3 separate regions of the Zea mays genome follow, and all the other regions are linked to region 3. A link is a contact called in public Hi-C data. All regions are on one chromosome and are shown on one strand. Each heading gives the region's core, a stretch centred on a gene start, on an enhancer-like site or on the middle of the called end of the contact. The rest is flanking DNA. Distances are from core to core; before and after follow the strand shown.

Evidence for each region. A called contact is a pair of places that touch in the nucleus more often than the background predicts.
Region 1: a Hi-C map of tassel shows a contact between it and region 3, with 3 times the contacts expected there. The contact joins the enhancer-like site here to the promoter of LOC103647016 in region 3. A contact is called at or near these places in 5 of 25 Hi-C or Micro-C datasets (endosperm, leaf and tassel).
Region 2: a Hi-C map of bundle sheath shows a contact between it and region 3, with 2.4 times the contacts expected there. The contact joins the enhancer-like site here to the promoter of LOC103647016 in region 3. A contact is called at or near these places in 6 of 25 Hi-C or Micro-C datasets (bundle sheath, ear, endosperm and 3 more).

Annotation. Positions count from the first base shown.
Region 1 is chr2:138,989,321-138,992,610 of Zm-B73-REFERENCE-NAM-5.0, forward strand. LOC100381729 reads left to right here. Exons shown (of 7, transcript NM_001349030.1): 6 at 1-113; 7 at 214-983. The coding sequence ends at 714. Among protein-coding and RNA genes, the nearest start is that of LOC118476363, 24 kb to the left of the region's middle. Within about 2 kb of position 1,416, at least 4 of the 20 cell types and tissues checked have an H3K27ac peak or open chromatin away from gene starts, as enhancers often do. A contact at or near this core is called in tassel, where this site is marked.
Region 2 is chr2:139,626,641-139,629,598 of Zm-B73-REFERENCE-NAM-5.0, forward strand. No RefSeq gene overlaps it. Among protein-coding and RNA genes, the nearest start is that of LOC100272522, 62 kb to the right of the region's middle. Within about 2 kb of position 1,626, at least 20 of the 20 cell types and tissues checked have an H3K27ac peak or open chromatin away from gene starts, as enhancers often do. A contact at or near this core is called in bundle sheath, ear, endosperm and 2 more, where this site is marked.
Region 3 is chr2:139,324,318-139,327,490 of Zm-B73-REFERENCE-NAM-5.0, forward strand. It overlaps LOC103647016 (transcription factor GTE8), which reads left to right and starts at 1,408. Exons shown (of 10, transcript XM_008671591.3): 1 at 1,408-1,916.

The sequences.
Region 1 (3,290 bases), core at 166-2,665, 330 kb before region 3:
CCGCTGCTCAGCAGTATGACAGCTCTCCCTTCCTCAGTGGATTGAAGTCGATTTCTTCTAAGCCCTTCCATCAAGTCTGCTCACATTTCATCCGGACAGTAGCTGGATTCCAGGTAATCTTTGGTACGCTGTATACTAAATGGTGCAGTATTTATTTCGTATTCATAACTAGTAAACATTTTGAGTGATGACTATAACTTACATCTCCTACAGTTATGTTATGCAGCAAAGACATGGTTTGGTGGATTTGTGGGCATGATGATATTTGGGGCAAGTGAAGTCAGCCGGAATGTTGATTTGGGTGATGAGACCACCACAATGATCTGCAAATTCGTCATGCGCGCATCCGATGAATCCATCACGAGAGAGATCAAATCCGACCTCCAGGGCTGGCTGGATGATATCACCGACGGCGCTGTGGAATACATGCCTGAGGATGAGGTGAAGAGTGTGGCCGCCGAGCAGCTGAAGATCTCCATGGAGAGGATTGCCCTGCTCAAGGCAGCCAGGCCAAAGGTCCCACCCGCAAAGACCGATCAAGAGGAGGAAGAGGAGCGAAAGCAGAGCGAGGAACTAGATGGGTTTGGAAACCCCAAGGGCCCCTCGACGCTCTCCAAGCTCACCGCGGAGGAGGCTGAGCACCGCGCTCTCCAGGCTGCCGTGCTTCAGGAGTGGCACCAGCTATGCAAAGAGAGAGCCATGAAAGCGCAGTGAGGTCGATTTGGACCGTGTGGATCTTACGCGCATGTATAATTTTGTATTTTTCCTTCGTCTCCCATTCTTTGCGTGTCTATACTGCTGGTTTCACTCACTGTATACCGTCGCCGATTTGTTCATTGTATTCTCAAATACTTGTGCACGAAAAAACCTGTTTTGTAACATACTACTGTTAGGGCGTTTTTAAGCTTCGGTGTGAAGATCGATTGTACAAGAGAATCCAAATGTCATTGTTGCCTTCCCAGTTTTATGAAAATGCATTCTGTAATTGAAGAATTCTCCCCAAAATGCCACGATTTATAAATAAGAAATGTGGAATTGTAATGATGTAACGATCACTCTGGTTAGGACGTGTTTGGCTAGGCTCTAGTTGCTCTTGTGTCCGTGAAGATGTGCTCCTCTATTCTAAATTTCGTCGTATAAAAAAATATTCTTTATCTTTTATAATATTTCCTAAAAGATTCCGTATTTTATATATCTTCATCTCTAGCAATATCTTCAGCAACGTTTCCTAAATTCAATCCTCTATATATACAATGTTACCCATAAAAGAATATATTATTCTCTAAAAGATTTCGTCTTTTATCCCTTCTTTATCTCTAGCAATATCTCTAGAATTGGATCCTCTATATGTACAATGTTTATACATGTCTAAACTGAGCAGACCCGTCGTGCAGCCCGACACGCCTGAGCACGGCCCAGGCCGGCACGGCACACAGGTCGTCGTGCCCATGCCAGCCTGGCATACTACGCGTGTCGTGCTTGGGCTGGCAGTCTGGCACGCATTGTAGGCACCAGTGTTTACAAGTCGTCCGACTAATCATGATTAATCGCGATTAGTCGGACTGGCCGCCTGGTAGATGGCGATTAGGAAGACGACGCGATTATTAGTCATCCGATCGTAAGGGCCCGGGTCACTCCTTGGTGTCACACGTTTATACTAACCATCTACAGTAGCAACATATATGTTGCCCCTGGTCAGCCGAAACCCTATCTTGCCTAACACAAAACCTCCCAGCCGTCAACCTTTGTTCAGTAGTAAACCCTACTCCTCTTTGTCGCCATCTAGCTCCAGTCATATTCTCCGGTGTCTGTCACCGAGTCAAGATGAGCTCGTCATCTGAAGGTAGCACCTGCTCCCCCTACTCTCACTCTCCTCTATTACCACTAGTAGCACCTGAAGGTGCACCTGCTCCCCAACAGCAGTGAACAGTCACCCTGAGTTCATCTCCCCTCCTTCTGCCAATAGTAACTGCATCTCTGTCTGTGTTTGTGTTGTTTGTTTAGAGTTTAATGGTGGCTATGGACATGCTAATAATGTTGAGGTCTTATTCCCTGAGTAAATGTGGTCGGTAGTGCAAGTGGAAGTGCTTCTGTTCCTCTAGTGGCCTCAAATGCTGATAGCACTGGTCCTGTGTCTGCTTTATCATCTGCTGCAGATTGTAAAACTCTTGTTGAAAAGGCAATTGCAGCACTCCCTCCTGAGCTTAGTGCACAAGAAAATGACCCTAAGAGAAAGGCAAGGTCACAAGACCAAGGATGGCAGTTTGGGTGGTGGCCAGAGACAAAAGAAGGATTTTGTTCAGTGTGTTTTTTATAAGAAGATTGTGCCATCTAGAATCAAGAGGTTTAAGCAGCATCTTGCCGGTGGGTTTGGTGACACCATGAAGTGTGCTAGAGTACCAGAAGTGGTTTCAAAGGAGATGCACACCTATCTGAGAAGGAACATGAGGGTTGTGATTACTGCTGATGGTGATGAAGGAGAAGAGGAAGGGGAGCAGATTGATGTAGGTCCCCTACCAAGTTCTAGGACAAAAACCAAGAAAGCAAAAAGCAAATTGTCTAAACTTCCATGTCTTCATTTGTTGTATCAGCTCCTATAAAACCAAATACACAGAAGGCAGAAAATTAGTGAGTTCCATGCTTTGCAAGATTCTAGAGGAAGTTGTAGCAGAGAGACATAAAAACAAAACTTCTCAAGCCACTCTTGAGCATTACACAAAGAAAGAAACATAAGCAAAGCAAATTATTGACGACCATGTAGCTGATTTTCTATATGAGAACAAGATTCCATTGAATGTCGTCAACTCAAGAAGCTGGTAGATTATGATGGAGTCTATTGGTCAGTACGGTCCTAGATATCGTGGTTCATCATACTATGAGGCAAGGGTACCTTGGCTTGAAAGGGCAGTGAAGAGAACATCAACATTGAGAGCTAAGCACAAAGAGGCTTGGAAGGAATATGGTTGCTCAATTATGTTAGATGGGTGGACTGACATACGACAACGACATTTGATCAACTTCCTTGCCAACAGTCCAGCGGGGACCTACTTCATAGGTTCTATCGATGCATCAAGTGAGATAGCAAATGCCAATATGTTGGCAGATCTATTGGAGAAGCAAATAATGAAGGTGGGGAAAGAACATGTGGTCCAGGTGATCACTGACAATGGAGCCAATTTCAAAGCAGCGACAAGGATCCTTATGGACATAATTCCCCACCTGTTTTGGACTCCTTGTGCTACGCATTGCTTGAATTTGTTGTTGGAGGATATTGGCAAGATCAAGGAGTT
Region 2 (2,958 bases), core at 376-2,875, 300 kb after region 3:
AAGGGCAAAACTTGCATCAACGAGCTCCTGCTCAGTATTTTCCACCTGCTGAGCACCTGGGTACTCAGTTGCTTGCCCGTCTACTCGCAACATACAAACAAACATGGTACATGAGAAATTAACATCACACCAATCATGAGAACATAATGCATGATAATATTCTACACATCGTAACGAGATCATAGGTTTGAGATTCACTAAATTCGGAGTTACTATTAAAGAGTTATGATTTTCCGCAGTTTTAAGTGTTTAATATAAAATAAATTGAGCAGATAATTTCAATCTATGTTTCATGATAAAACAGAGTTACCAGGTGATGAACAATATTAATACAAAATTAATGTAGTTGGAATGGATTAAAAAGGAGCTAGAATGAATTACTTATAAATTAATTAAGATTCTAAAATTATTTTAATACTTAAAAATCATTTTCTGGCTTAATCTATTGAATCAGAGCTCAAGTTAGACTATGGCTGCAAATTCTGAAACCTTCAGCGGCCAGACCATAAATATTTGGGCTGAATGGTAATAAACTTAGAACACGCGGGGACGACGGGTTTATTTATTAAAACATGAGGGGTTCTTTTGCAAACTTTCTAGGCTGAAGAGGTATGCTTCAACCAGGACCCTCCGATCGCAAACTTACCCTCCCGATTAGACCAGCGCACCCATGAACTGGTACGCGATACTAGACGTTGGATCGAAGATCAACGGTGGGGAGTTTATCTACCCTAGATCGGTTGTAGTCCATTCGATTGAGATCAACGGCCAATAGCTACACCGACCCAAGCGTTACCAGCACGATAATCATGACCGTTCATGTCCAGATCGACGACCACCACCAATCGCGCGCGCAAGACGACCGGACGCGGCGGCGCCCGCCCTCCCACGGCGGCGCCATGGCCGGCAAAATCCACGCAGACGCTCGGTTACACCATATTTGAAGGGGGTCAGTGCTACACGCAGCTAGGACTAGGGCGAACTCACTCGGAACGGTTGCACCGACCACAACACGGTCTAACACGCCTGCCCACGATACTGACGGCGCTAGAACGAAAACCTGACCCTTGAGACCAAATTTGTGCCCGACTAGCACGCCATTAGCACCGGCACGATATTAACCAAGGAGAGGGATAAGGCGAGGGTAAGGAAGAGGGGTCTCACCGCGAGCGGAGGTAGGATTGGCGCAGGACACCCGCGGTGGAGTTGTGTACCTGCCATGCTCCAACGAGGAATTGGGTAGTCGCCGGCCAATTACACGCGTGACCACCCACACCAATACGATCCTTGGCCCCAAGGGAAACCACCACAAACCCAGCCAAAGCCCGAGTGGCGAAGACTTGGGCGAATCGCAGAGGCAACAGCGGCAATCCAATTTGGTTCCTCCCAGATTTCGTCCTTACTGACGGTAGCTGGCTATAGGGCGGAAGGGTGAAGAAGGGGAAAGATACCTCCATGGCACGAGGTTTTTATGTCCGGGCATCGGCGACTGCGGAGCTGGTGGCAGCTGCAACGGCCACCACTGGTTCTAACGGGGTTCGCCGGGCGGTTGACGAAGGAGGCGCCGGTCACGTGGGCCTAGGGAGTCAGCCGGTCAGCACGACCAGTGAACACGTGAATCAAGCAGATAGGATGGGCCTGCCTGTCGGCGCGGTGTGACGCCGAGTTGGGCCGAGCAACGGAGAGTGCGAATGGGCCGAGGGACAAGTTTGAGCACAGCGCGGTTTGTTTGTTTTTATTTTTTTTCTTTTCTTTTTCTTTTCTGTTTTCTTTTCTTTTATAATTTCAGTTGTCAAATTCAGATTTTCAAACTTAAAATTGTATCATAATTTAAAGTACAAATGCAACATTACAAGAACTTCGGCATGAGATGCATATTTCTGTATTTATTTATTTGTTATTTGACCAGCATAATTCCATGAATTGAATATGTACAAAGAAAAGAAAACTAAATAATCTCTAAAGGTTCCTAAATCCAAAATGCCAACATATGCATAGATTTATTTATTTACTTTATCATTTTTCTCTTACATAATTTGGGCTTTACAAATCCTACCCCTTAAAAGGAATCTCGACCTCGAGATTAAGACGAACTAGGAAAAAGGTGGGGAAATTCTACTCTTAATTCTTCTTCTCTCTCCCAAGTGGCTTCATCTTCACTGTGATGACTCCATTGCACTTTGCACATTTTGATCATTTACTCCTCGTAACGGGAGTCAAAGTATCAAGGATTTTGATAGGGTACTCAGTATAAGTCAGATCATCTTGAACACTAAGCTCTTCCATAGGCAGTTGCTCTTCTGGTACCCTGAGGCAATTCTTCAACTGGGATACGTGAAAGACATCATGCACATCTGCTAGATGGTCGGGTAGTTCTAGTTGGTAGGCAACTTCCCTTACTCGCTTTAGGATCATGAAGGGTCCAATAAAGCGAGGGGACAACTTCCCTTTAACTTTAAACCTCCTCATACCTCGGATCGGTGACACCTTCAGATACATATGATCACCCTCCTTAAACTCTAACTGCCTTCTCCGGGTATCTGCATAGCTTTTCTGCCTAGAATGGGCAATTCTCAAGTTCTCCTGTATCAATCGTACTTGTTGTTCTGCCTCTTGTACAATTTCTGGCCCAAAGAACTACCTTTCACCAGTTTGATCCCAATACAGAGGTGTTCTGCACTTCCTGCCATATAAAGCCTCAATAAGGGACATCTTCAAACTGGCCTGGTAACTGTTATTGTAAGAGAACTCCGCATAGGGTAAACTCTTATCCCAACTGCCACCATGTTTAAGAGCACAAGCTCTTAACATATCTTCTAGTACTTGGTTGGTTCTCTCGGTTTGCCCATCAGTTTGAGGATGGTTGGTCGAGCTGAAATTCAGTTTCCTATCCAAGAACTCATGCAACTTCTGCCAAAACCGAGAAGTGACTGGGATCCTCGGTCTAACACGATCTTC
Region 3 (3,173 bases), core at 158-2,657:
CCCTGGTGCACCGGACATGTCCGGTGCGCCAAACCAGGGCACACTTCGGTATCCCTTTGCTCTTTTGTTGAACCCAATTCTTGGTCTTTTTATTGGCTAAGTGTGAACCTTTGACACCTGTATAACTTATACACTAGAGCAAACTAGTTAGTCCAATTATTTGTGTTGGGCAATTCAACCACCAAAATTTATTTAGGAACTAGGTGTAAGCCTAATTCCCTTTCAGGATTTTTGTTGCTATGTGTAATTTTTTACTCTGCAAGTATGATTCATACTAATTTTTGTTAATCATGTCGCAACGCACGTGCACATACCTAGTATATATATATACTAATTGTGAATATACAAAACAAAAATGAACTTGACGAGGATAGGGAGAAGCAACATTGGCACATGATTTGTAAGTTAAATTATGTTCCTTTCAATATGTAGCAACATTGGCACATGATGTGTACTTCTCACCCTGACCTTTTGACAACCTCAAATAATAACTATTAATCATATTACCTTGTCTTGTTAGTTGACATATGCCTCATTGGCACTCCTGTTATACAGTTGTGAGCCGGTGACAAAACACTTTTGGTTTCCAGTGTAATGTTTATTTTAAACAAGGCCGATGTTATTACTATGAATCATAATGTTGGATCAAAAGTTTGTATAACCCGTGAACTTCTATAAATTGATGATTTTTTGCATAGTATAGATAGAGCGTCTATAAAGACGTCTTATGTTCTCGTGACCGTTCGAAAAACTATTAGGGTGTTTGGTTTGATGAATGAGTTAGTCCATCATCTTCTCACTTTTCGTTTTTTTGTTTGATTTGTGGAATGAAATGAGTTAATCCATCACCACCTCATTCCTCAAAATTATTTAGTTAGCACTAATATGAGGAATGCGATCATCCCACCAAATTTAAGACCTTATTCCTCAAAATTAATTAATTAGCACTAATACGAGGAATGTGATCATCCCACCAAATTTAAGGAATGAACCCATGATACATAACTTATTTTGGATGGAATGATTTCTCAAACCAAATACCCCATATAAGTCGTGCAGGAGCCCATTATGAGCCTGCATGGGCTGTGCTACATCACAAAGCCCCCTACGTTCTCCACCGCTGCCTTGCAGCCACAAGAGTCGCAACTGTTTAGACTGCTACAACAACAATATATAGAGAGAAAATACTGTAAAATCCTCAACCACAACTAGATTAAGGATGTGTTTGGTTTGACTTTTGCCTTTGACTTTTGATACATAAAAAAAAGCCAAATCAAAGGAATGGATCCAGAAAGCAGTTTTTTTTTAAAGCCGACTTTTTCGCAGTATAAAACTGAAAGCACCCTTAGACCTACTTTTAGTGGCTTTCATATGGAACTATGAAAACATATATCCAAGAACTTTTAACGGCTTTTAGTAGTTTACACCAAACAGTTTTTAGTTTTTAACAGCTCACAACACATATTCCACATATTACAGTTCACAACAAATTTTTTCAGGACCACAACTCAACCAAACTGACCAAAGGTGCAACTTCTTGGCGAGTGGACACGACCACGGCACCACCTTTCTTCTCCCTCGTTCCCGAGTCCGAATCTGGGTCCAGCGGAGACAAAGAGGAGCTGGCCGCGTCGTATCGACTCCTGCCGCCGAAAGGCCGAGCCCGAGCCCGTGTCCCGGTGCCCGTTCCCGCAACCCTAATCCCCTACCACCGTCGGCTCTCGCCGGCGAAGAAGAGGGAGCCGCGCGGCGTCGCCAGGGAGCACGCGCCCCCTCCCTTCCCGGCTCCCTCCGCGCCGTGGGGAGGCGCGTCCACCCGGATCCGCCCTCACCGCGAGGCAGAGGGGAGGAGAGGGAGCCAGGTCCGGCGCACCCGCTGTCGTCCGCGCCGAAGAGCGTTAAGAGTCTCCCCACAGGTTGGTGTGCTCCTCTTCTTCGCTTCTCTTTCCTGCGTGCCTGCGGCCTAGGCTTTTATTTGTATCACGTCCTCGTACTAGCTAGGGTTTCCGATTTCCGAGCGTGTGGAGAATGTGTTCTTCGCATCGATTCGCGTGGAATGATTAGTGAATTGGCGTGCCTTGTTCCGGACTCTTCGAGATAGTTTATGGTTCGTTTGCGCCATCACGGAAATGGACCCATTCATTTCGGATCTGCTGGGAAATTGGTCTCGTTTCCTTGCCAACACGAAACGGCCGGACCTAATTCCTCACCGTACCGAATTTCAAATCAACCTTTATGGGACCTCGACCTCCCTAGAATCGTTGTTTGTCCTTAGGGCTAGTTTGGGATTCTAGGGTTTGCTTACCGCGTGTTTGGTTGGCTTTGGCTGCATCAGGAGAGCTAGACTCCTTGCATGCATTGACTAGGGTCACGTGTTTGGTTGCATTGAGTCCAGTACATATAGGAGGCTGGGCGCGCATGCACTGATGCAGCCTAGCCTTATTTGCTTGTATCCACACATACGCAGAAATTAGCCGTATCCCACGGGACAGGACTGCGCAAGCCTGCCTGTGCTCGCCCAGGCATCCAATCAGCCGCTTAATGGCTTGTTTCGTGCCTTATCCTGTGGTTCCTAGGTAGCGCTTTAGGCTTTTATCAGAGGTATGTTCGCTTGTGTTACAACACTGCTTCGATGGTTACTTCTTGATGGCTTCGGTCTGGTTCATAGTTGTTTCTGTTTCCTGCAAGGCGACCAATCGACCATTATTGTGGGGTAGGCCCAAATGAAACATTAGCTGGTTTTGATGATGAGTGGAAATGGAGACATGCAATACCATTATGGCAACGTGCAATGTTAAATAGCGGAAATGGGAATATTATTATTTTAACAGTTAGGGATGATACCGTTACTGTTTGGGAGAATCAGATCTAACAGTGAGAAATAAAAAATGCTGATTCCAACAAAATTTTCTGGTTCCGTTTCTCAACTGATTTTGCTATTCTGTTTTTGTCATTACTTTATTATGCTAGTATACCCTCTGCAAAAAGAACTACCTATTATTTATTTTAACATCCTTTGGACTCATTGTATATAATCTATTAAGCTGCTTTTTTCATTTATGGGTATAACTGATAATATTAAGCCCAAATGGCAAAAGAGTCACATAAACAAAATATCACTTAACAATTCAGTGCAGAAATTAAAGGAGCAAAATTTCACTGGCAAAATCAAA